7 separate regions of the Sus scrofa genome follow, and regions 1, 2, 4, 5, 6 and 7 are each linked to region 3. A link is a contact called in public HiChIP or PLAC-seq data. All regions are on one chromosome and are shown on one strand. The core of a region is the stretch at or near the end of the contact, and the rest is flanking DNA. Distances in the headings are between cores, read along the strand shown.

The links. HiChIP or PLAC-seq counts read pairs in DNA pulled down with a chosen protein or histone mark.
Region 1: a contact with region 3 is called in an H3K27ac HiChIP or PLAC-seq map of alveolar macrophages. The contact joins the promoter of SDC2 here to the enhancer-like site in region 3. A contact is called at or near these places in 2 of 5 promoter capture datasets (fetal skeletal muscle and liver), 10 of 47 Hi-C or Micro-C datasets (brain, embryonic fibroblasts, fetal heart ventricle and 6 more) and 2 of 2 datasets of contacts at active chromatin or transcription factors (alveolar macrophages and skeletal muscle).
Region 2: an H3K27ac HiChIP or PLAC-seq map of alveolar macrophages shows a contact between it and region 3. The contact joins two enhancer-like sites. A contact is called at or near these places in 4 of 47 Hi-C or Micro-C datasets (embryonic fibroblasts, fibroblasts and mesenchymal stem cells) and 1 of 2 datasets of contacts at active chromatin or transcription factors (alveolar macrophages).
Region 4: an H3K27ac HiChIP or PLAC-seq map of alveolar macrophages shows a contact between it and region 3. The contact joins two enhancer-like sites. A contact is called at or near these places in 1 of 47 Hi-C or Micro-C datasets (embryonic fibroblasts) and 1 of 2 datasets of contacts at active chromatin or transcription factors (alveolar macrophages).
Region 5: an H3K27ac HiChIP or PLAC-seq map of alveolar macrophages shows a contact between it and region 3. The contact joins two enhancer-like sites. A contact is called at or near these places in 1 of 47 Hi-C or Micro-C datasets (embryonic fibroblasts) and 1 of 2 datasets of contacts at active chromatin or transcription factors (alveolar macrophages).
Region 6: an H3K27ac HiChIP or PLAC-seq map of alveolar macrophages shows a contact between it and region 3. The contact joins two enhancer-like sites. A contact is called at or near these places in 1 of 47 Hi-C or Micro-C datasets (liver) and 1 of 2 datasets of contacts at active chromatin or transcription factors (alveolar macrophages).
Region 7: a contact with region 3 is called in an H3K27ac HiChIP or PLAC-seq map of alveolar macrophages. The contact joins two enhancer-like sites. A contact is called at or near these places in 1 of 47 Hi-C or Micro-C datasets (embryonic fibroblasts) and 1 of 2 datasets of contacts at active chromatin or transcription factors (alveolar macrophages).

Annotation. Positions count from the first base shown.
Region 1 is chr4:40,127,489-40,131,116 of Sscrofa11.1, reverse strand. It overlaps SDC2 (syndecan 2), which reads left to right and starts at 1,634. Exons shown (of 5, transcript NM_001315754.1): 1 at 1,634-1,948. The coding sequence starts at 1,889.
Region 2 is chr4:39,805,311-39,808,691 of Sscrofa11.1, reverse strand. The region is part of intron 2 of CPQ (carboxypeptidase Q); the gene reads left to right. Among named protein-coding and RNA genes, the nearest start is that of CPQ, 49 kb to the left of the region's middle. Within about 2 kb of position 1,336, at least 10 of the 83 cell types and tissues checked have an H3K27ac peak or open chromatin away from gene starts, as enhancers often do. A contact at or near this core is called in alveolar macrophages, where this site is marked.
Region 3 is chr4:39,172,008-39,175,350 of Sscrofa11.1, reverse strand. No RefSeq gene overlaps it. Among named protein-coding and RNA genes, the nearest start is that of MTDH, 60 kb to the right of the region's middle. Within about 2 kb of position 2,065, at least 2 of the 83 cell types and tissues checked have an H3K27ac peak or open chromatin away from gene starts, as enhancers often do. A contact at or near this core is called in alveolar macrophages, where this site is marked.
Region 4 is chr4:39,729,759-39,733,469 of Sscrofa11.1, reverse strand. The region is part of intron 3 of CPQ (carboxypeptidase Q); the gene reads left to right. Among named protein-coding and RNA genes, the nearest start is that of CPQ, 120 kb to the left of the region's middle. Within about 2 kb of position 2,334, at least 3 of the 83 cell types and tissues checked have an H3K27ac peak or open chromatin away from gene starts, as enhancers often do. A contact at or near this core is called in alveolar macrophages, where this site is marked.
Region 5 is chr4:39,866,150-39,869,495 of Sscrofa11.1, reverse strand. No RefSeq gene overlaps it. Among named protein-coding and RNA genes, the nearest start is that of CPQ, 12 kb to the right of the region's middle. Within about 2 kb of position 1,600, at least 2 of the 83 cell types and tissues checked have an H3K27ac peak or open chromatin away from gene starts, as enhancers often do. A contact at or near this core is called in alveolar macrophages, where this site is marked.
Region 6 is chr4:39,771,219-39,774,702 of Sscrofa11.1, reverse strand. All of the region lies in intron 2 of CPQ (carboxypeptidase Q), which reads left to right. Among named protein-coding and RNA genes, the nearest start is that of CPQ, 83 kb to the left of the region's middle. Within about 2 kb of position 1,567, at least 4 of the 83 cell types and tissues checked have an H3K27ac peak or open chromatin away from gene starts, as enhancers often do. A contact at or near this core is called in alveolar macrophages, where this site is marked.
Region 7 is chr4:40,006,985-40,010,658 of Sscrofa11.1, reverse strand. The region is part of intron 3 of SDC2 (syndecan 2); the gene reads left to right. Among named protein-coding and RNA genes, the nearest start is that of SDC2, 120 kb to the left of the region's middle. Within about 2 kb of position 1,313, at least 2 of the 83 cell types and tissues checked have an H3K27ac peak or open chromatin away from gene starts, as enhancers often do. A contact at or near this core is called in alveolar macrophages, where this site is marked.

The DNA.
Region 1 (3,628 bases), core at 385-2,884, 960 kb before region 3:
TCTGTCAATTTTCTACTGTACAGCAAGGTGACCCAGTCACACATGCATATATACATACTCACAATATCCTCCGTAGAGTATGACTGTATATTATTCTAAGTTCAAAAAGTATCAAGGTCTGGTGTCTATATATCTACATCTAGGTTTCTTAAAGGCTCACAACTCTTATGCAGTATAGAGTTTTAGATCAAAGTTTATCCAATAAATATGTATTGTATATCTTTAGGCAACAGGAATGAGAATACAGTGGTGAACAAGACAGAAAAGTCGCTGGTCTCCTGGAGTGGGCATTCTAGGACCAGACTGGCTCTACAATTCATTTACTCCAGAAATTAGAGAGAAAAATAGTGGTAGAAACTGGCAGGGAGTTTGCCATGTCCGGTAGTGCACTAGAGACACAGAACTGAAAAAAAAAAAAAAAAAAAAAAAAAGACTTCACCACAAAATACTTGGGACCAATTACTTCCATTCAGGAAACACATGCTCATCATTTTCTTCAAACTAGAAATTACTTTATCCTGCTTTTCTTTGAAGTTCTCTTCAATCTGTTATTGTTCAGGGTCTCTATCCAATTTCTCATCAAATTGCCCTATTTGTAGCTTCCAAACATTAACACCTCTATGTTGAAATGGAGCCTATAAAATGCCTTCGGGGCTTAAACCATGTGTGAGGCAGAAATGGTATTTAAGCCCTTAATGAAATTATGAGCTTTTAAAGGGTTGCGTTTTGGGTTTATGGGAGCTTTCCTCCAGATTTTTTTTTTGGGGGGGGGGCGTTAGGGTGGGTGGGAAATGCTCAACACACGTTTATTACGTTTATTGTTTTCGCTTTTAAAATACAATTTTCATGAACTAGCGATTTATGAACACTTTACACTGCTTGAAAGCATCTGTAAACTTGGTGTGTGTGTGTGTTTTTTCCAACTCTCAAAGCAGCTTCTTGCTACTGGTCGAATTCCAGCCGGCAGAAAAGCTAAATATGTCTCGTCGCTTCACCGATCTTTCTCCAGAAAAGTGAAAGAGAATAGAAAATAGAGAAGGAGCAAGGGGGAGGCGAGAGGAAAAGGCGAAGGGGTAAGGGGAGAAGGAAGCCAGAAAATAAAGGAGCGCCGGAGCACAGATTGCAGACGAGCAGACCCAGAGCAGCCACAGCGCGGAGCTGCCGGCGGCCACTGGTCCCCCGAGCTGCCAATCGCGGTGTAATCCTGTAGGAATTTCTCCCGGGTTTAGCAGGGAGTCACACAGCCGCCTCCTCTCCCGAGTGGCCCGGAGAAGCCCAGAGAAGCTGGCTGGGGAGGGAGGGAGGGAGCGGGAGGAGAAGAGGAGGTGGAGGAGGAGGACCCTGGGAGGGAGGCGGCGGCGCGGGAGGAGGAGGGGCGCAGCCGCGGAGCCACTAGCCCTGCCGGACGCGCTTCTCTCCAGATACTCCCAGAGCTCCAGCCGCGCGGATCTCGCGCCCCCACCGCTCTGCCCCCAAACTTCAGCTGCAGCTACATTCCAAGCCATCTAATTTATTCCTCAAAAATCAGAAACCGAGCCGCGACACGGGGAAGGAGTCCGCGGAGGAGTAAAACTACAGCAGAGCAAGAAAGGCTCCAGAGAGCTGCCTCCCCGGAGCAACAACTCGGCGTCGGGAGTGTAGGAACCAACAAGTGAGAAGGCGCCGCGTTCCCCCAGCGCAGCCGCGGGCAGCGGGAGCAGGCGCAGGAAGAAGAAGCGAGCGCCCCGGAGTCCCGAGCCCGAACCCCCGAGCCCCCGAGCCGGAGCCGCGGTCGCGGAGGCTGCTCCGCTCCGGATTCTTCGGCGCGGGCTGCGCCGGGCGCTGAGCAAGAGGTTCCGCTTCTCTCTGGTTGCAAGCGGCGGCTGGGAGCAGCCGATCCCCGGGGAATATGCGGCGCGTTTGGATCCTGCTCACCTTGGGCTTGGTGGCCTGCGTGTCGGCGGAGTCGGTGAGTGGGCCAGGAGGGGGACGCGCGCGCCACATAGGGTGTCGAGGCCGAGCGGGGTGCGCAGAGCCCGCGGGGAGTCGGGGAGCGCCACCTGGGGGATGCCCCCCACTCCCAGCTGTGTCAGCTCGGCCCCCGGGGATCTGCTGGGACAAATGCGCTCGCTCCTCCGCCCCTTCCCTCCTCCCTTTCCCGCAGAAAAGCGCCGCTCCCTGGAGTTGCCTGGAGGTCCCCCGGGATCAGCAAGAGAGTACGGCAGTTTTGTCGAACCGCAGAGGCCCCAGAAATCTCTCCCAACTTCTTCGCCCTCGGAGGGTCTTTCTTTATGGCCGGGAAGGACCGATGGGGAAGGGTGGCCGGAGAGAGGATGTCGGGAAAGGGCAGCGTGAGAACTGGTCCCCTCCGCGCGCTCCCGGAGACCCAGGAACGACCTGGAAACTTTGGGGTCCCTTTGTCAGCACACACACACCCCCACGCCAGCTTTCCTACTCCATTGAATGCACGTTCTGGGGAGATGGGGCCCAGCTTTGAGAAACCCGCGAGTGTCCGGAGAGGAAAGTTTGCAAAAGTTCTTTTGTTTGATGTTCCGGGTGGCTGGGGTAAGGGAGCAGACACTGCGTGGATAAGCTACCCGCGGAGGCACAGTCGTCGGTCCCTTGGGGGGTGAGCGGGATGCGCCCCAAAATGCCAGGATGCGGACCCCTGGACTCCAAGTCTTGCAACGACCCGACCTCCTTGAGGGTCGGGGGGCGGCTTGCGGGCCCTAAGGAACAGGAGGGCATTTTGGTAGGGGTTGCGCTCAAGTGCAGCAGCTGGGCGAGGTGAGGTGCCTGAGACACTGAGCTTGGCCTCGGGTCGCCTGGCTGCTCGGAGAACCGGGGCTTCCAGCCCGCCACGCTCGTCCTCGCGGGCCCCGGCTGGGGTGCACCGAGGCTTGGAGGAGTCTCTTCTCCCACGGGCCCGAAAGCGGGCATCTAGCTTCCCTCCCTGGCCTCGGCGGTGGGAACTTGCTTTCTCCCCCTTTGGGTCGCGTTTCGGGGGTTGGAGCTTGTTTCCCTCCGACACCCAATGAGCGCCCTCTAAAGGGAACTGCCTCCTGGGTTTTGATTTGTGCGTGACGGCCCCTACCTGGGCGCTCTGAGCTTTGTCCGGCTGGGTGGAATCCCAGCACCCGGATCACGTCTGCAGCCTCATTGCGGTCTGGGACCTCGGTTAGGGAGTGCAGCTGTTTCTGTCCCTTCTGGTTCCTCATATCTCCTCCTTGTGCCACCAAATAACTTGTCCATTTCTAGTAATCTGAACTGCCTTTTCGAAGACAATTAATGTCATCTTTAAGGTGGTTTCATGAGTTTCCCCCCCTCGCCTGTTATTCCCCCCCACCCGATTTGGAATCGGGAAACCTCTTTGGCCCTGAGCAGCAGATGGGCATTTTTTCATCGGTGTGGGAGCCTCTGTGTATGCTATGGGGTCCTCAAATGTTACTCTGAGATTGGAGAGCAGGTAGGATTGTAAACGGAATAGAGTAGATGGAAATGTGGGTGCTCCGGCTGTGAAATAAAACTCTGAGCCTTATCAGCATTTCTCTGTGGCAAATGATCGTTTTATCTGTTAGGATTGGTCCTTTCCCAGCCAGTTATGAACTTTGTGCTCTTTCCACCCCAAAAGGGAAAAAAGAATCCCTGT
Region 2 (3,381 bases), core at 87-2,586, 630 kb before region 3:
TCCACATCCACGATGATGCCATAACATTCCTTCTATAACCAATATATTTTATGTATTTGCACTGGAGGGAGAACTGAATTCATGTCTGCATTTCATCAAAGATTCCGAATGACCTCAGAGGAAGCCAGGCTTTTTTTTTTTTTTCCATTTTCACTAGAGAAGTGAAATAAAAATAAAGTGGGTAACCTGATGGGGGCCATCTATCGTGTAGTGGAAAGAGTTGGGAAAGCAGAGCACCTTGGATATAGACCTGGTTCTGCTTCTGAAGAACTATTAGGCCTTGAGAGTGTTCTTATTTTTTTAATTGAAGTGTAGTTTCAGGTGTACAGCGTGATGATTCAGTATTTTTGCAGATTATACTCCCCAAGTTATTATGAGATAATGGCGATAATTCCCTCTGCTGAACAATGTATTATTGTTCCTTATTTAGTTTATACATAGTAGTTTGTACCTGTTAATCCCTTACCCCCTTAGGAATGTTCTTAAAACTCTTTGGGCCTCACTCTTCTCCTCTATTAATCAGTGATGATGAACACTCATTTACCAAATGATTTTATCTATAAAGGTCTATGTAAACGTTTGGTGGTATTTTCTGAGGGTCACGTCGTAAGTTTTGTCTTTTTCTTTGTAGTTCTGATTGGGGTCATTGCAAAGCACTTTATCGACTTTCAGTCTTAAGAGGAAATTTGGCATTGCAGTGGGTAAACAGTCTAAAAATTGACCTGAAGACATTGGGCCGAGTTTAGTAGCTACATCACCTATCAAGGATAAACATCGATGAAAGAAGTGCCATTTTAGTGTTATAGCCTGGTCTCTGTAAGATTAGAAAAACATGCATAAATAACTGCAAATAGCATTTATTTGGATCTCAAACCTAGATCTTTAGATTTTTGTGTAAAGGAATGTCTTGTTATTTTGCACATGTGCTCTTCGGAGCTGGAGACACAGTTGCCTGACCTTAATTAATTATCACCCTACACCTTTGAAAAGAAAATAACTGAGGAGACATCAGCGACTAGGAAACCCAGGTAGAAAGCTTTCCAAAAGGGCAGAGAAAAGGAAAGGAAGTTTTTCTTTCACGGGGATAAGTTATCTTCCTGGGGAGGAAGATGGGGCTTGTTAAAGCCACTTGTTAAAAAGTTCTGTGAGAGAAAACCTAGTTACAGTGATGTCATAGGGCTAAAAATAATGCTCTTTGTAGAGTCTTTAAAGGTTTGGTGACTAGTAAAATAGCAATTTGACCATATTCTTTTGGATGGTTAATCATCCCAGGAGGGAAGTCCTGAAATAGCTAGCTTACTTCCCAGAATCCCTCAGTTACCCCTTAGAATAACATACTCAGCAACTTGTGGTCATTCACCATGATTTCACTGGTCATGAGGCCTAAATTATGGAGCCAGTCTGTTGCTTTGTGAAACTAGGTGATTGCCAGAAACATTTATTTAAGAACTACTACTCATAAGACTAATAAATTCCCAGATGACTTAATGCACAGCAATCTGCCAGGGTTCATTGGCATTTTTTTTTTTTTTCCTGGTGTAATGAGGACATCTGGAAACCGAGGCTGTAACCTAGGAGCACCAGAAGAATTTTATCCAGCCTCTAAGATTTGGGGTTGGCAACATATAATGTGTATTCAAACGCCGTTTTTCTTAATATTTCTAGATCCGGACTGGTTCTAATTTTTTCATTGATTTTATAGCCAGACATGTTTCAGTGGACTCTTTTTTTTTGTTTATATATTACTCCCTGAATTTATTACATTTATAGTTGTACAATGATCATCATAACCCAATTTTATAGCATATCTATCCCTAACCCCCAGCACATCCCCCCACCCCCCAACCTGTCTCCTTTGGAAACAAAGTCTGTGAGTCAGTATCTGTTCTGCAAAGAAGTTCATTGTGTTCTTTTTTCTTTTTGTCTTTTTCGGGCCAAACTGGAGGCATATGGAGGTTCCCAGGATAGGGGTTCAATCAGAGCTGTAGCCGCCGGGCTACTCCAGAGCCACAGCAATGCTGAATCTGAGCTGCATCTTCAACCTACACCACAGCTCATGGCAATGCCAGATCCTTAACCCACTGAGCGAGGCCAGGGATCGAACCCACAACCACATGGTTCCTAGTCGGATTCATTTCCGCTGCGCCATGGCAGGAACTCCTCTGCAGACCATTTTAACCTGGCTCTTCCCAGTACTAAATGGAAATTGTTAAGGTCACAAATAGCTGCCTAGCTGTCAAATATAATGGACATTTTTCAGGCCATCATCTTTAACTCTCTGAAGCATTTCTTACTATTGACTACTTTCTTCTTTCTTTCTTTCTTTCTTTCTCTTTCTTTCTTTCTTTCTTTCTTTCTTTCTTTCTTTCTCTTTCTTTCTTTCTTTCTTTCTTCCTTCCTTCCTTCCTTCCTTCCTTCCTAATTGAGCTCATTCTTTCACCTCTCCCCTGCATTTTCTCAGTGAAGAGAATGCCATCTGTTCTGCACTCTGAGTTAGATGATCCTTGATTACTTTTTTCTTGCCCCTTATCCATCATTTTTAATGGTTATTACATCTCCCAGCTTCTGCTCTGTATAAGTCATTTCAGCAAATACACATTGAGCAACTCCATTTCCCAACATCACTCCACGTTCTTCTAGTCAGGGGTCACTAAGACTTTCCTAGTGCACCCCATTTCCTCAAAGTTCCATGACTTTGCAAATGCTTCTTCCTCCGCAACTTTTCGATCCCCTTCTTCACTATTTCACACTATCCTTCAGTTTATCTGAAGTGTTTCTTCTTCTGGGGAGCCTTCCCTGATATCCAACTCTAGCCCAGGTGAGCTATCTCTTTTGGGTAGCTCATGTCAGCTGGTGTATATTCTGCATCAAAGTCTTGGAGGTAGTTTGGGTGCCTGCTTTGGTGGGGGTAGACTAACTGTTGTAACAAACAACTTAGCCACTTAACACAACAGGAATCTCTTTCTTACTCACATAATGATTCTAGGAGGGTGCTCCGCAGGTAGCCGTCTGCTCCTTTCCATCCTGTGGCTCCATCACCTCTAAGAAATCAGAGTCTTCTGCGGGGTCCTCTGCATCCATTTGGCTAATCAGGAGCTGGGGAGAGAAAGTCGATAATCAAGGGAAAGGTTTTCCGTGCCAGGCCTGGCCATGGCATACCTTGCTTCCGCTTACATTCCACTAGCCAGAATGCAGTTTGGTCTATCTTTGTGCTCATGGTGAGAGGAAAGTTAGTTTAGTGAACAACTGGGCAATGCACTCCAACGGCCTGACTCTGCACTGGATTATAAGTTCCAGGAAAACATGGATTAACTCTCTATCTCCATAATCTAGTATAATGTTTGACACATAGTGGTCACTCAGGAAATGACTATTGAAAGA
Region 3 (3,343 bases), core at 816-3,315:
AAAAGATAAAAAAAAAGAAAAAAAAGGAAGGGCCATGCTCTCTTTGAAGGCTCCAGGCAAGAACCCTTCCTTGCCTCTTCCAGCATCCTTGGCATGGCTTGGCTTGTAGGTGTATCACTCCAGGTTCTGCCAGTCATCACGGGGTCATCACAGGGTCACCCCCCTCCCCCCACTCTGGGTCTCTGTGACCAAATATCCTTTTCCAAATATCCTTTGAGTCTAGGGCCCACTTGAATCCAGTGTGAACTCATCTTAACTTGATCACCCCTGCAAAGACCCTATTTCCAAATAAGGTCACATTCGCAGGTACCAGGGCATTAGAATTTCAATGTGTCATTTTAGGAGTTTCTGCCATGGCTCAGCGATAAGGAACCCAACTAGTACCCATGAGGATGCAGGTCCAATCCCTGGCCTCACTCAGTAGGTTAAGGATCCGACGTTACCATGAGCTATGGCAGACCCAGCTCTGATCTGGCGTTGTGGCTGTGGTGTAGGCCAGCAGCTGCAGCTCCAATTCAGCCCCTAAGCCTGGGAACCTCCATGTGCCATGGGTGCAGCCCTAAAAAAAGACAATGTGTCATTTTGGAGGACACAGTTCAACTCCCCAAAATGCCCAAACTCCAAGTCTTCTGCTCTGAGAAAATTCTACCAGATGGCATTAGAAATGGCCTTCCCTCTTTGCTTCTTCTTTCTTTCCTTCCTTCCTTCTTTATACAAAGATTTATATTTACCATGGGATCACCCTGTGTCACACTATGGAAAGCAGAAAGATGAAGTGAGATTCTCACATTCAAAAGATTTAGACCTACGTAGGAGGAAGATTCTCCTGTACATACAAATCATAATAAGATCATGGTAATGGCCATGAGAGTCGTAAACACAGTGACCCCCAAAATACAGAGAAAATAAATCAATTCCTGCTGGGGAGAATCAAGCAAGATATTTGAGCTTGACCTCGAAGACAATCTTGGATGTGGATTTTCAGAAACTAGAAAAAGAGTCTCCAATTGAGCGGGGTGAGCAAAGACACAGAGACAAGAAAACACAGCATGTTCATACATTTCTCTCTCTCTCTCTCTCTCTCTCTCTCTCTCTCTCTCTCTCTCTTTCTCTCTCTTTTTTTTTTTTTTTTTTTGGTCTTTTTAGGGCCACACACGTAGCACGTGGATGTTCCCAGGCTAGGGACTGAATCAGAGCTGTAGCCACAACCTGCACCATGGGCCAGATCTGAGACCTACACCACAGCTCACAGCAATGAAATGCTGGATCCCTAATCCACTGAGCAAGGCCAGGGACTGAACCTGCGTCCTCATGGATACTAGTTAGATTCATTTCCTCTGAGCCACGACAGGAACTCCAGGTTCATACATTTCTCAGTATGTCAAAGACCCTCCTATGTCACTGCTCCAGATACATTTCAGAAGGATTAATGGAAAGGAGATACCAAGAAAAAGCACCAAAAATCAAATGAACAGTGATCATCTCTGGGAGGTGAATATTTCCATTGTGTTTTTATATTTTTTTCTACTTGTCTTCGATGCTTATACATTATTTTCAATGTGGAATTTTTTTTTTTTTTTTTTTGTCTCTTTGCCATTTCTTGGGCTGCTCCCGCAGCATATGGAGGTTCCAGCCTAGGGGTCTAATCGAAGCTGTAGCTATCAGCCTACATCACAGCCACAGCAACTCGGGATCCAAGCCCAGTCTGCAACCTACACCACAGCTCACAGCAACACCGGATCCTTAACCCACTGAGCAAGGCCAGGGATCGAACCCGCAACCTCATGGTTCCTAGTCAGATTCATTAACCACTGAACCACGACGAGAACTCCAAGAAAGATTTTCAAATCACCTCAACATAGTTGTCTCCATAAAAGAGGAGAAATCAAATCTTCCCTGATATAGAATTATAGCAGCACAAGACAACTTCAATCACGTCACTTATGACGTGGAGGGAGAAAATGACCAGGAGAGGTAGTTTATCAATCTGTGGGTTCCTGCAGGTCCTGGCATTGCCTACGTGGGCGTACTTGACCGCCGAGGGAACTGTGTTTTCCTTTAGGTAAGCAATGCCTGCCCTCTGCTGGTGATTCAAAAGTTAGCTAACGAGAGCCCAGGTTTTTCTTACCCTGTCTTCCTAAAACAAAGTGATGAAAAGACAAGAAATATGAACTCATCATTCTGATGGCAAAGCCATATGTTTCATTATTTTGCTGAGTCTTGAATTACTTTACGTATAGGGGAGAAAAGTCTGTTGGTTCACTTTTCTTCTTGTGCCAATACAACCACTCTTCGGGCTGGAACTTTGAAACACCCTGTCCCCAAGTCAGAGGGATTTGCTCAGTTGGCAGGAAGGAGGGTATTCAGTTTGTAGGGTGTAAGGGAGCCCAGTGTCTGCAGGGGGTTAGGGGGTTTGCACAAAGTGACGAGGAGAAGCTCTGATAGGAGTTCCCATCATGGCGCAGTGGTTACCGAATCCAACTAGGAACCATGAGGTTGCAGGTTCAATCCCTGGCCTTGCTCAGTGGGCTAAGGATCTGGCGTTGCCATGAGCTGTGGTGTAGGTTGCAGATGCAGCTCAGATCCTGCGTTGCTATGGCTGTGGTGTAGGCCGGCGGCTACAGCTCCGATTCGACCCCTAGCCTGGGAACCTCCATATGCCACAGGAAGCGGCCCTAGAAAAGCCAAAAAGACAAAAAAAAGAAAAAAAAAGAAGCTCTGATACCAAAGGGGATCAGATGCTCTCCTAACTCAAGAAGTTTGATTCAGGCTTTTTCTGCTTTAAGCTTAAATGGGTGATTTAAGCTTTAAACCACCATTTCTCAACCTCAGCACCACTGACGTTCAGGGCTGGCTGGTTCTTGGTCACAGGGCTGTCCTGTGCTTTGCAGTGTGTGGAGCAGCGTCCCTCACCTCTTATTAGATGCCAGAAACCCTCCTGGCAAGTGGTGACAACCGAAAACTCCTCCAGACATTGCCAAGGACGCAGGTTCGATCCCCGGCCTAACACAGTAGGTGAAAGGATCTGGCATTGCCACAGCTGCAGGCGCAGTTTGAAGCTGCAGCTCAAGTCTGATCCCTGGCCTGGGGAAGCCAAAAAGCAGGGGGTCAGGTCTGATCCCTCGCCTGGGGCGGCCAAAAAGCAGCGGGGGTGGGGTGTGGGGGGGTAGGATGTGTTTACTTTAAACCAGAGCTTGATAGCACATTGCCACCAACTGCAACTTCTCAACCTTCAAAGGAATCCTCACCTCCTTGCCTTGGTTCTCTACTCCCATTTATTCACTCGAAAGCATTTGCTGAACCTGCATTATGTGCCAAATGCTAGTGCCAGGTGATGAGAACA
Region 4 (3,711 bases), core at 1,085-3,584, 560 kb before region 3:
GGCCAGCAGGTGTTTGGGGGTGGCAGCAGCTGGAAGGCTGAGGTCGTGCTGGTTCATACAGCATCCCGGGAGCCCCTGCATCTTCTTGCTGAGAGTGCTCAGGGCTACTCTTCAGCCCAGCGTGACTTTTTTCCAGTCAGCTTTATTTATAATTTACACAAATTAAACTTACCAAATTTGAGTGTACAATTCAATGAGTATTGAAAAATGTATCCAGTACTGTAATCACCACCACAGTCATAATGGAGAATATTTTCATGACCCCAGATGTTCCCTTGTGTCCCTTTGCTGTCTGCCTCCTCCTCTATTCTTCTGCCCCCTGGGGACCACAGATCTGCTTTCTGGAATGATAGCTTTCTCTTCTCTAGAATGTCATGTAAGTGAAATCATATTCCAGGAGTCTTTCAGGCTGGCTTCTTTCACTCAGCAAAATGCCTTGGAGGTTCATCCACGTTGTCGTATCCATTGTCCATTCCTTTAAACTGCTGAGTAGCATTTCATTGTGTGGTTAGACCACAGTGTGTTCATCCATTCACCAGTGATGGATAGTGAGTGGTTTCTAGTTTTTGACTGTTATCTATAAAGCTTCTGTGAACATGCTTGTATAAGCCTTTCTATGGCCATGTTTTCATTTCTCCTTGGGAAAGTGCCTAGGAGGGAATTGTGGGGCTGGCCTAAGATGTAAACACCCTAGTCGCTGTCAAAATGCCTCGATCTCTGTATTCTCTGGGGCAGCACTTCTCCAGGTGGGTGATGGACAATTCCAGAGAGGGCCCAGAAATCAGGGTTGAACTTTTACGTCTACCGTAGCATTGCATAGCATTCTAAGTTAGTCATAAATACCTCCTTACCAAGATGTATGAGATAGAAGGTTAACACAAGGTCTCCCACAAAGAAGTCACAGCATTGCTTCCCCAGAAGGAATGCGGGTGAGCCCAGGGACGTGAAGTTCCTGTGGCTGTGTCTGCCTTACAGCCTGCATGGAACCACATGGGCGTCTAGACTGGGATGGGAAGCAGAAGGCATGCGTCACCCCTCCAGGTGCATGACCCCGCGTAAGCACTGACCATCCCGATAAAGCCCCTCCTGGATACCCTCCCTCAGCGCACTGCTATGTGCCATTGTTATGGTGTCACCCCACCAGAGCTTGCAGGTGCCCTGAGCAGACCCTCTTTCACTTTTTCTTTTTTTCTTTTATTTTTATTTATTTATTTATTTATTTTTGTCTTTTTGCCATTTCTTGAGCTGTTCCCATGGCATATGGAAGTTCCCAGGCTAGGGGTCTAATTGGAGCTGTAGCCACCAGCCTATGCCAGAGCCACAGCAATGCAGGATCCGAGCCGAGTCTGAGACCTACACCATAGCTCATGGCAACGCCGCATCCTTAACCCCCTGAGCAAGGCCAGGGATCGAATCAGCAACCTTATGGTTCCTAGTCGGATTCGTTAATCACTGTGCCACGACAGGAACTCCCCCTCTTTTACTTTCTTCCTTTTCCTTTTTTCCCTAATGCCTATCCCAGCACTTGGCATGTAGTGGCTTGTCCATACATATTTTATTTAGTGAAGAAACAAAAGGAGAAAATGACTGCAAGACTTTCTTAATCTCCGTTCACTTTAAATCCAGGAGTTTTGCTGCTCACTGAGAACATGAGTTGTCCGTGGACACACTGAATGTCACCCCTGAATGCCACTCTATGTGACTAAACTTGAGTCCATCAGCTCCCTCATACCTGATGCTTCACCTCAGTTTCTTGTCTCTGTTAAAGGAACCACATTTACCTATCAGTATAGTTATAAAACATCAAGTTATTTTTCATTGGCTCCTCTTTATCACTGTCCTACATTCAGGAACTATATCCTTTTCAGTCTACTTTCAGCATATTAAAAAAATTGGGGAGTTCCCTTCGTGGCGCAGTGAAAATGAATCTGACTAGGAACCATGAGGTTGTGGGTTTGATCCCTGGCCTCGTTCAGTGGGTTAAGGATCTGGTGTAGGTCACAGATGCGGCTCGGATCCCACATTGCTGTGGGTGTGATGTAGGCTGGCAGCTAAGCTCTGATTCTACCCCTAGCATGGGAACCTCCATATTGCTGCAGGTGTGGCCCTAAAAAAAGAGTGAAAAAAAAATTGGGGAGTCCCCACTCTGGTGCAGTGGGATCATTGGCGTCTCTGCAGTGCCATCCAGGATGAGGGTTCAATCCCCAGTGTGGCACAGTGGGTTAAAGGATTCAGCATTGCTGCAGCTGCAGCATCTGTCGCAACTGTGTCTTGAATCTGATCCCTGGTCCAGGAACTCCATATTCTGTGGGATGGCCAAAAAAGGAAAAAAAGGAACAAAAATCTGTTCCTGCCTTGTCTTTACTGTCATTAATGCCCTGATTCAGGCCCTTGCTATTTCCCTCCCTACTTTCTTTTCTTCTGTTTTCTTTCCACTTCTGCATTTTTGTACTGCAGCTCAGTTATCATTTAAAACACTGATCTCGAATTGATGTTTCCATGCTGTCGGGTCCCCTCTTTTGTTCCCTATAAGATAAAGGTAAATTTGGGGTGACTGATCCGAGGTGAGCAAGAGGGAGTGGGGTTGGGAGGGTTAAGTTAGAAGCCGTTGTGCTTAAATTATATGGAACTATTCATAAATGAGCAGACATTAAAATGAAGGAAGCAGGAAGGGAAATGCATGATGGAGATTCAGTGTCAATTGAGACTCATTCTTCTTTGACTAGTGCGGGGAGTTCAGCTCCTCTAACTCTGACAAAATTTCCTAAAACCATTCAGCTTTACTTTTAACTATCAGTGATGCTAACAGTGACATCAACGTTGGTCTTGATAGTTTCGGTTGACTAACTTATCACTGACACATCCTTTTCCTTATTATGCCAAAGACCCAGTGCTAAATAATGTGGAACAAAGTAGGTGCAGTGGAAATTATCTCTAAGAAGGAAGCGGGTGCATTGAAATTCCCATTATTCTGCCTGCAGCTGAGCATCCTAGGTGACTCAAAAGTGGGTAACACTCAGGCAGTGGCTGAGAGTCTTTGGTGCTGACACCCAGCCCAACCCCTTACTTCTCCTACATGCCCAGCACCTGATGAAAGGAAAGTAATTAACCCGTAAAGAATCCTTCTGATTTGGCCCAAGATCCATGGACAACATGTGGTGAATTTCGGCTCTGGAAAAGTGTATATGTGATTGATGCACCATTAACACATTCAAAACCCTATCACATAATCCAGGGATAAGCCTTGACTGAATTAACCACAGGCTTTTTAAAAAATGCCCAAAATACAAATACTTTATTGGCTTTCAATGTGTGAAAAGGCGGAATAGTGGTATTAGAGACATACATCCTACCTTCTTCCTAAAGACTTCACAAGATGCCTCCTCCAAGCCTGGAATTCCCTCGTGACTCAGCCCTCTTCTGTGATTTGGGCACGTGCAGGACTCAGGAGACCCAAGGAGGGGGTTATGTGCATTTCCCTGGGGGTAAGCAAGCCTCTGGGAGCTCTGACATTTGGCCTTGGAACTCCTTTCTCTCGGACAGCTTTATCCCCAGGAAATCATGGTACCTGTGAGGCCCGTCCATGGCTGAGAATGAGTCTGAGAGGGTGGGGGATGAGAGCCCTGTGACTTCCAGGCTCATCCTTCTTGGCACTAAAATAGCCTTGTTATTCTACTCCCATTTATTAAGGAGCTAATTTGCATTGGAAAA
Region 5 (3,346 bases), core at 351-2,850, 690 kb before region 3:
GTTCAGGAAAAGATACATGGGGGAAACATGCTGTTTAGCAATAGAAACACATTAGAACAGCCAGCTTACTGTAACCCTATATTGGCAAATAGTAATTAAATCTATATATCTCCAGCTTTATGGTTTTCTGCAGCTGAGTCTCTGGAAGACTTTGATTCAAGGAAGGTCCATATTCTCTTCCTTGCCTCTGAAAGAGGCTGCTGTGTGCCTTGTAAGAGCCTTTTAATATCACCAGATTGAAGGCAAATATGTCACTGTTTTAACAGACAGAAGTAAAGCACTTCCTATTACTACCCTTAGGTTGGGGGTCCAAGTTCTAGCAAACTAGGACTTTACGAGACTAGAATCCCATGTCCCTTTGTCCCTTTTTTTCAGATCATAGGACCTCAGAATTGCTTATGTCATTGATTACCTACTTTGTATTTGGACCCAAAGTGTATGAACTGCATTCAGTTCATATGATTTATCTATGTTTTTGTTGACTGTACGTGCTCGATGTGACTGCAAGTCTGTACACATGTGGCGGAGTCACAGATCATGGAACCCTGTTGGTAAGAGGCATCTACCCTCATGGTCCGCCCAACATCCACAGCCAACAAAGGGACCAAGAGCTGCCTCATATCCTCTTTGAGTTACAGTACAGATTTTGCAAGCCAAGAATACAAAGTTTTTCCTAGAGTTCATGGTTGATTTCACTTATTGGAATTTTAATCGTATTGCTTCACTTACACAGCATGTGAAAGAGCTTCATATTTATTCCTTTCCATTCCATCATGATGTAGGTCAAAAGCCAAGTTACATTACATTGTATGACAAAGATTCCTACTTGTTTTTTGGCTACACTTGTGGCATATGGACATTTCTAGACAGGGATTGAATCTGAGCTGTAGGTACAATCTACACAGCTGCAGCAATGCCGGATCCTAAACCCACTGTGCTGGGCCGGGAATCAAACCTGTGCCTCAGTAGTGAACCGAGCTGCTGTAGAGACAATGCTGGATCCTTAACCTATTGTGCTACAGTGGGAACTCTCAAAGATGCCTACTTTTGAACAATTGGAGTTTGGGCTTTGTTGTTTTATATGCTCAAGAAACTTGAAAGGGATAAAGAAATCTGGATAAAGAATTAGTAAAGTGAGGAGTTCCTGTCGTGGCTCAGTGGTTAATGAATCCGACTAGGAACCATGAGGTTGCAGGTTCAATCCCTGGCCTTGCTCAGTGGGTTAAGGATCCGGCGTTGCCATGAGCTGTGGTGTAGGTTGCAGATGCGGCTGAGATCCCTCATTGCTGTGTCTCTGGTGTAGGCCAGTGGCTCCAGCTCCAATTTGACCCCTAGCCTGGGAACCTCCATATGTTACGAGTGTAGCCCCAAAAAGCAAAAAAAAAAAAAAAAAATTGCTGAATGTTTTCTGTGCTTAGGGAAGCAGGTGATGAGGGGCCCTAGAAAAGGCAAAAAAAAAAAATTAGTAAAGTGAGCTCAATTAATTTTCTTAAAATTTAAGTTGCTCATTGGTAAATAATAAAATGTCACAGACATACAATGAGTCAGTCCTGTGGCTCATGCCGGTGGGATGAGGAAGGATAAGGGAGATAAGGTCACTTGACGTCTGTAGAGTGGGGTAATGAGTGTCCAGGGTGGCCAGTGGTAGGAGAAGGGTCTACTGGTAGACCTCTTTCAGCAGGTTGTCACCCCCACCCTGCTCTCATTATGTCACTAATCTGCTGTTGCTCTACTAACTTCCAGAAGAAAGGGGAATATCATGCCCTGGGTTCTTTGCACTGCTGTCAGGATTTGCCTCTCTTCCTTCATTTTCCTGCTTTGTTTCCACAATGTTCATACCTTATCTAGGTAGGATGACACATTAAATGTCAGAGACGTTTAATGAAGCCTCCTTACCATGACTCTTGGGGAAATAATGGTGAAATTATTGGATACAGGTGAATCCTAGTGCAAGATGGTGAGAGAGGTGGGCCTGATCCACCTCACCCTATCTTGGAGTCTGATTCTCATAGGTAGGGCCAATTCTGGTTCATTCCTGTGTGTTTTTTTTTCAAGAAGTATAATGAACTTTTTAAAAAAGAGCCATATAAGTAGGACCCTTTCTTTTTTCTTTTTAACTTTCTATTTTGAAGTAAATATAGACTTGGAGAATGTCACAAAAATAATATAGAGAGATCCTATTGTGTCCTTTGCCACCTTCTCCCCATGGTAACGTATATGTAGCCGCAGTATATCAAAATCAGGAAATTGCCAATCTACAGACTTTATTCAGATTTAATTAGTTTTTACTAGGTGGGATTGTCTAAATATTTCAAACTCTATGTTTGTTTGTTTAAAATAGTAAGTAGAATTGAAGGTGCAGTGGAAGCAGAGGTTCAAGATGTCTGGTCTCTTCCTTTCTTTCTCTCTTGTCCTCCTGCCCCCATATCGTGTCAAAAACAGATAACAGAAAATGTATATCAACAAATACAGTCTGAACACTTACTCTGAGAAACAGTAAATTAGGTACCAAGGAGGAATAAATGCTTATCAGAGGAAATGTTGTTATATCTGGGAATTATCTACTGATACAGAAAGGTTTAGCTCAAGACAGGACATATTTACTAAGCACATGAAATATATTCAGCACTTTCTTTTGAATTTAAAAAAGAAGGGTTCTCCTCCATTTGGAGTGTTCTGTCTTTGACGCCTCTCCCCACTCAAATGCCTGCCAGCTCTAAGTCTTCCAAAACCAATCAGGTACCACTCATTATATCCTATCTAGAGTATCTACTAGGTGCTGGATCAAAGCTAGATCCTAGAGGTTCCAAGATGGACTCTATGCAGGCCTTGCCCACATTAATTCCATAGTTTAGTGGGAGAGACAACATTTTGAATGTAGATATTTTAAAGAAAGATAATCACTATGGCAAAGAGAATGTCTGAAAGAAGAGAAGGCCAGGACAGGGAAATCAGGAGAAGGTTGCTGTGGTAGTTCAGGTGAATGGAGTATGGCCAGAAATCAGGGCTTTTTAGGAGTTAAATATGATAGCACTTACTGATTAAGTGCTGGAGGGTTTAAAAGAGAGTGAGATATCCTGAATAGTCCAGATGATGGGGTGATGGAAATGTCATCCATTGATGTGGGAATTCCGGGAGAAGAGTGGATTCCAGAGGAAGAGTCCTAAGAAGAGTTTGGGTTTAATGAGTTAGAGGTGTCTATAGGAAAACAAACTAAGAGAACTTAACATGTAGATGAGCTCATGCTCTAGATGGTAAATGAAGCCTTGGAGTGAACAACCTTGCCAGTTAGAACATGTAGTGGAAGCAGAAGGTCAAGGAGGAAGCCCTAGGAAATAATAAACTT
Region 6 (3,484 bases), core at 318-2,817, 600 kb before region 3:
TTCAATATCTTAACACATTCTCTAAGACACCAGGGGAGAGAAGTCAGCATAGAGGAGACCATCAGTAGAAAAAAAGTCACCAAGAATAGCATATTTCCAATAACGGCAATTTCCTAGCTGAAAAGCTTAGCTGTTATCACAGTGAGAAGATACTGGCCACTGCTTCAAGGCTGTAGAACCTGCTCTTAATTCATATCAGTGATTTTTTTCCATGGGCTTGTGATAAAATCAATCCTTTGGATGGTTCGCTCAGGGCATCTTGAGTACCTTTTCAGATTCCCTCAAGCTCCTTGGCCCAAGAGTAGTTCCTTTTCTTGCCAGGGCACAGGGAGTGGGAAGGTAGCTTTTTCTAGGCATTTATTGATGCTGAGCCGTGGGAAGTGTTGAAGCCAGTAAACATGGGGTGTGCAAATGTGTTCAGCCTGTAGGAGCTCCTCCACTTCATAGGGAAGATCTGCTGGGATAGTTATCTTGGGTCTCTTTTCACTCCAGGGTAGAATTAGGCTCTTGGCTGAATAGGCAGGAGGTAAGGATAAGTCTCAGGGCTCTGGACAGTTAACCTAAAATTCTAAAGGAAAATTCCTTATTCCTTTTTTCCATTGCAGTAGCTTAGCTTTAGGCAGCATTCATAGACTCTCTATTGTACTGGAATAAGAAGCTGTGGTGCTTGTTTTCAAAAGTGGTAAATGGATTTTCAATGTGAGTTTCCTTGTAATAAACGCTGGTTTATTTTGAATTTAAAATGTGTGAATTTTGATTTAGTAATGTCATTTTAATTCTTTGAAATATAGTGAGGAAAGGATCAGAAATAAAGCAGTCTCTTTTCTGGGTTCATTCATTTATTCATTCTTCATTAAGCAGTTATTAAATTCCTCCTAGGCATTAGACATTGGGGTTTGCATTAGTGATAGACCAATGAATAAGGCTGTGATACTTTTGTTGGTGCTATGTATAGAAATTGTCTAGATTGAATTCTAAGCCACCACGAGCCTTTGAGAATATAGAAAATGGAAACCAAACAAAAATTATTCCATTTAGAATCAAATTTGTACAGCCAGTTGTCTAAGAAAGTGCACTGCTTTTTACCAGTAATTTAGAATCTTATGACTAACAGCAGAAAATTGGGAAGAACAGTGAAAGAGGCAAGAAGTTAATGGAATAGGGACAGAGCTGAGAGGACAAAATTTGAACAGAAGGAGGAAAAGCCACAGGGCTTGAGGAAGGTTGTTTAGGTCACTAATCTTACAATATCTTCTATTTCCCAATCAGTACATCGTGATCCTGAAGACGTAAGGATATGACGAGGATATCACTGGGGCGTGATACATTCTTCACAGTCTCACTTCCCTTTGCTGATTCTGGCATCAGAGTTGCTGTAGAGTTGCTCAAAAGTGTATGGAGAGACATCTTTAAACAGGTGTTCTTATTCTTAAGAAAACTTGATATACTTAAATTCAGATTGATTTACTTTACAGAAAGCAGATGATTACCCAGAAAGCTTTGTACCCAGTGCTACCCACACTAGGGATGTACATGACAAACACGCTGGTCCAGCCCTCTGAGACTAAGGACCCTTGAGCAAGGCCAGGCTGGGATATAGCCAAGCATGATATGAGTAGGATATGATTGAGACCTCAAGGGAAACACCAACAAAATATTGTGGGAATTCAGGGTAAAAGTACTTCTGGTTGTCAGGTAATTGAGTAGAGGGAGAAAGGTGCAAAAAGTTCAGAGAGGTTTTCATGAAGGAGAGAGTATTTTAACCCATCATGGAAGATGGTTTAAAATGTCAGTAAGTGATAGATTTCAACAGGGATGGAGGATACGAACATTATAGCAAAGAGCAGAACAAGGTCATAAAGGAGAAGCGCCTGGGGAGTTCCCATCATGGCTCAGTGGTAACGAATCCAACTAGTATCCATGAGGATGCAGGTTCGATTGCTGGCCTCACTGTGTGGGTTAAGGATCCGGCGTTGCCATGAGCTGTAGGATAGGTCATAGACGTGGCTCAGATCCCACCTTGCTTTGGCTGTGCTGTAGGCCAGCAGCTATAGCTCCTATTCGACTGCTAGCCTAGGAACTTCCATGTACTGTGGGGGCACCTCTAAGAAGACAGAAGAAAAGCTTGTATGATGACTGCTGATGTAGTGTAGGGCGGGGTGTGGGGATGGAGGATACAGAAAAGCAATGTACTTTGGGGTCACACAGATATGTTTTCAAATCCCTTTTACTTATATATATGGGACTATGCCCAAATTACTTAGCTTTTGTGAATTTCAGGTTTTCCATCTTTAAAAGGGGGACAGTAATATTGGTTTTAGTGTTTTTTTGTGTTTGATTCTTTGGTGAAGATTGGTCATAATCTATGTAAATTCTTTGGCTCTCATTAAATGGTAGCAAATATTATGGAGAGTAGTTAAGCTGTCTCAGTTTTGGGCAATGGTATTAGATAAGACTGGAAAAGTAGTCTGTGATCAAATTTTGTTTGGTCTTAAGGAGCTAGTTTAGGAATGTGGATTTTAATTTATATATATACATTGAAGAGCCGTTGAAAAATTTTGAGTAGGGAGTGATATGATTAAAGTTTAGAATTGGAAACTTTATTCTGATAGCAGTGCTGATGCCAGATTCATTGTAGAGATAAAATGTGACCATTTAGAACAGTTAGTTATGGAGAATGATATCAAACACTGCTAGTCACATCTGAGTATCTGTTCTTTCTCCTTTCAATTTTTAGCTGTGAACGTGGCCATCTAAACTGACTGTTATCTTTTCTAACCTTTGTTGTGTCTAGGTGTGACTATGTGTAACTATGTGTGGCTGTGTGACTATGTTCTGACCAGAAGTGTCATATAGTAGCATGCCTAAAAGATAGCTGGCACACATCCTTTTCTTCCATCACTTCTTCTATTCTGCTACTTATATAATCTGCCATCTTTGTAGGTCTAGCTGCTCATTTGGATCCTAGGAATAGTGGACGGGTGAACTAGAAGGAGCCTGAGTCCTGTAAGACTTCATGGAGCACAGTATCAGCCCCAGTTTAAATTCCACCTGAGAGGATTAAGCTAGAAGCCACTGAGATTTTGAGATTCTGTTCCTTGTGGTAGAACCCAATCATAGCCAATTCAGAGATGGAGGGAAAATGAAAAGGAGTTTCTTTTCTAGGATTTCAAGCTGATGACAGTTATAGGAATAAATTCATTGAAGGAAGTGTTTTTGGAGCAGGGGACAGATGATGCTGTGGGGTCCAGTTAGATGATTGGAAACCAAGTTAGGAGCCTGAAAGTGTGGTCACAGTTAGAGATAGAAACCTGAAGTGGAAAGGAGGCCTCTAAATACCTTTGGTAATTGAATATATGGGAGGGGATAAAATTTCCAAGGTAGAAGAATGTAAAAAAGGTGCAAAAACCTGAAGGCTGACTTTGGGCGAGGTGTCTGTCCATAGAAGGATAGGAAGGCAGAAGAGATAGGGAAATTAGGTAGG
Region 7 (3,674 bases), core at 64-2,563, 840 kb before region 3:
TTCTTATAATAATCATTTTTATTTTTTCCATTATACCTGGTTTACAGTGTTCTGTCGGTTTTCTACTGTACAGCAAGGTGATTCAGTTAATTTGTTTTTATTCATAAAGAATCTGTTCTGAGTTAAAACCACTGTGGACCTCAGATCTGCTGAAACGGGTTATAGACTAGGGTGGCCCAGGTACTGGTCTTTGGTCTTTGGTTTCCTCAGAGTCTTTTCAGGCCCACATCAGGGCTGTGTAAACAAACCTTGACTCCTCCAGTGATCATGATGAATGTGGGTCCATCTTAATATTTCTTGTGAGAGTTGACATATTAAGAAATAAGGTTTTTGGCCTTAGAGCAGAGCAAAATTTCCTATTAGCTGATGGAAATTATGAGGCCGGTCATTTTGACCTTATTAGTCTGCTCTTGCAGTTAGCTGACCACTCACTGATAGGTAAGCTGTTTAAGTTGGAAAATGCATATTAAAGTCTGAAGAAGACCTAGGTTTCAAGTTCTAGATCTGATCAAGTGTCTTGGCTTCTCTGAGGCCATTATTCATGGGTCCTTGAGAAGATTCAATGTGAGGGCATGTAACACAGCATCTGAGACCCAGGAAACATTCTATAATAAGCATTACTAGAACTTGGTTAGAGCAGGAGAGACGGAGCCATTCACCCAGTGGGCGTGCAACCAGAGATTTGCAGGTAGTCCCCCAGTAGCATGCAGTTTATGCGAACTTGGAAACTCAAATGTCCCCTTTGGAGCTCATTTGTTGTTAGAAACGAGATGCTGCCATGCTTTTACAGGCTGTGGAAGGCTGTGTCGTGAAGGTAGGGCCAGGCCTTCTCTGGGGTAAGAAGCCCCCCTCCGCAGGTAGGAACCCAGGCAGGCTTCCTTCCTGCTCATTGAGTCTCCTGCTCTTCCCAGAGTGCATCTGTTCTTTCTCCCACCCTGCGCCCTTGGTGCATGTGCACAGGGTGGTGACTGACATGGCTGGATGGGTTTCTGCAGATGCCAAGTAGCCAGGTCAACCCTTTCCAGATTGGAGTATTGTCTGTTGGAGGGAGACGGGTCACTTCCAGTTAGTGGTAGATTTACTTCACGGGGCCAGGCTACAGGAAAGGAAGGAGAAGAAGCTCTGAGCACGGAGGCAGACACAGCTGGCATGTGCCAGCTCCGTGCATCGTCCCAGCTCCAAAAATGAATCAGTGAAATGAATGAAAGGAAGAAAGGAGAAGAGGAGAAAGGAAAACTTAACAGTTATGGCTGAGGATAAGGTGGCTCAACACCTCACAGTGTGTGTGTGGCACATCATCGGGTGTGGCTGCTGAAAGAGGCATCTGGCTTTACCACATGTTTATTTGACCACTTGTCAATGACTAAGCTCTTGATAGCAGCCACCTGCAGGACTCGCTCTTTTCGAGACAAGAAACTCAGCTTGAGCTTTTTGTGGTAGAGTTTATCTCAAGCAAAACCTGGTTTGATGTCGAGCTCTCTGGTCAGTTAACAACAATGGATTGAAAATCGATTTAAGTGTTTAAGAATGGGCTTTAAGGAAGAAATTGGGTCAGATTGAAATAAAGAAGATAGATGGTTGGCAGATGAGCTCAGAAATCGAGGACCCCAAAACATTTTAACACATTCCTGTTATCATCTGTGTTCAGTATAGTAATAATAAAAATTTGTGCATTCATGGGAAATTTATTGAGTGCTACTCATTGTGTCAAACACTATTCTAGGTACTTATAATAATATTGATAGTGAATAAGATTAATAATAGCGACTAAATGTTCTATTTTGTTGTTGCATGGCACAGCAAAGTTAAACATTGCCTGTAGAATACCATTAATGTAGACTTTGCTTTTCAGTGGGTCTCATGGTGGCGTTAATGTCACTGTTATAGATAGTCTGTCTAGTTTATTGTAAATTTATGTGACAAAATAAAAAGAACACAGTTGTTTGTTCAAGCAGAGCATCGCTCATAATCTTTTACTTCCGTTACATTTCCATGGCATCCACACAATCAGATATGGATATGATGGATCTTTAATTGACATCATTTAGTCATCTGTGCTGCCTTTCCATTATTTCACTTTGCACACATACATTAAGGTATTTCAGATTCATTCTATACTCTAGAAAAAAATTCTTATTAGTCAAACCCCTGCTTTCATACAATAAAAGTTTTCCATTTAAAGGATGAATGTTCTGGAGTTCCCGCTGTGTGGTGTAGGTTGCACCTATGGCTCAGATTCCATCCCTGGCCCGGGGACTTCTATATGCTGTGGGTGTGGCCAAAAAAATAATAATGTCCATCCAGAGCACTTGGAAGCTGGTGCACTGATGGACCATTCCTGTGAGTATGTGGTGGCCCCAGTTTTAGGGGGGACCTCCTGTCTTCACACCTGCAGACCCCCCTGAAATGCAGGCTCCTTATCAGAAGCTGAGTTGGAGAGAATGGAAATGTCAACTCTCCCAAATGATTTTAGGGACTCAAAAGACCTGAGGAGACATCAGGTCCTCTGTCTTAATGATGAGACAAAGATGATATGAATGAGTTCAGCTCGGTCACTAATACAACAGTGGCTACTTCACCTCCTTCGCCCCCAGAACTCACTTACCTCTTTCCCTGCTCACAAAGCATGGGCTTTCCATGAGAAGAATAGGAAACGGAGGCAAAATACTGCCAATGATCTTTTCTCTTTGCTTTACCCTGGTACACGAAAGCTTGGGAAGACCTTTCATAATTTTCTTTGCTCACAGTAATGTAGAGAATAGTGAGATTTGGGGTGCATGTTTGGCCCCAGTAAAATGGTAATTTCTCTGTGACCTCTGCTTTTTGTAAGTCATGGTGGCTTGAGGATTAAGGCAGTATGAGGTTTCCTGCAGCGTGGAAATGTAAGACATTCTTTTTTTAAAATTAAAATATAGTTTATTTACAGTGTTGTGCCAATTTCTGCTGTACAGCAGAGTGACCCAGTCATTCATATATACATACATACACACACACACACACATATTCCCTTTATTATATTAGCTTCCATCATGTTGTATCCCAAGAGACTGGATATAGTTCCCTGTGCTGTACAGCAGGACCTTGTTTCTTATCCATTCTAAATGTAACAGTTTGCATCTACTAATCCCAAACTCCTAGTCCATCCCACTTCCCCCCCCCCCCGCCCAACAACCACAAGTCTGTTCTCTATGAAGACAGACATTTTTTACCACCCTTTATTATATGCTGTTTTCAGTGGAAGCCTAGTGCTCTGTACACCCCAGGAAGGTGTGAGATCTTTTATGTTATTTAATCCTCTAGACTTAAAGTAGCAGGTTGCCAATTTGGACAAACTCTGGCCTTCAGAAAGGAGTCACTCACTTACTTGGGCCACAGCTTAGGTCCAAATGGAGGTGGTTGGCTCTTCTTAGGCAGAGTAGTAGAGCTAAAAAGGAATTTTGTGTACAGTAATAGACCGATACCAGTAGTATTGGCCAACAAGAACTTCAGCCTGATAGAGAGTAGCCAACTCATTTGAACTGAGCTTCTTTATTCAGTGGTTCTCAAACCATAGAATTATCTGGAGAGCTTTAAATCAGCAACAACAAAAATCAGTGCCAACTTGCTCAGCTCAGACTGATTGTAACAGAATCTTTAGAGGTAGGCTTTTATATATATATATATATATATTTTTT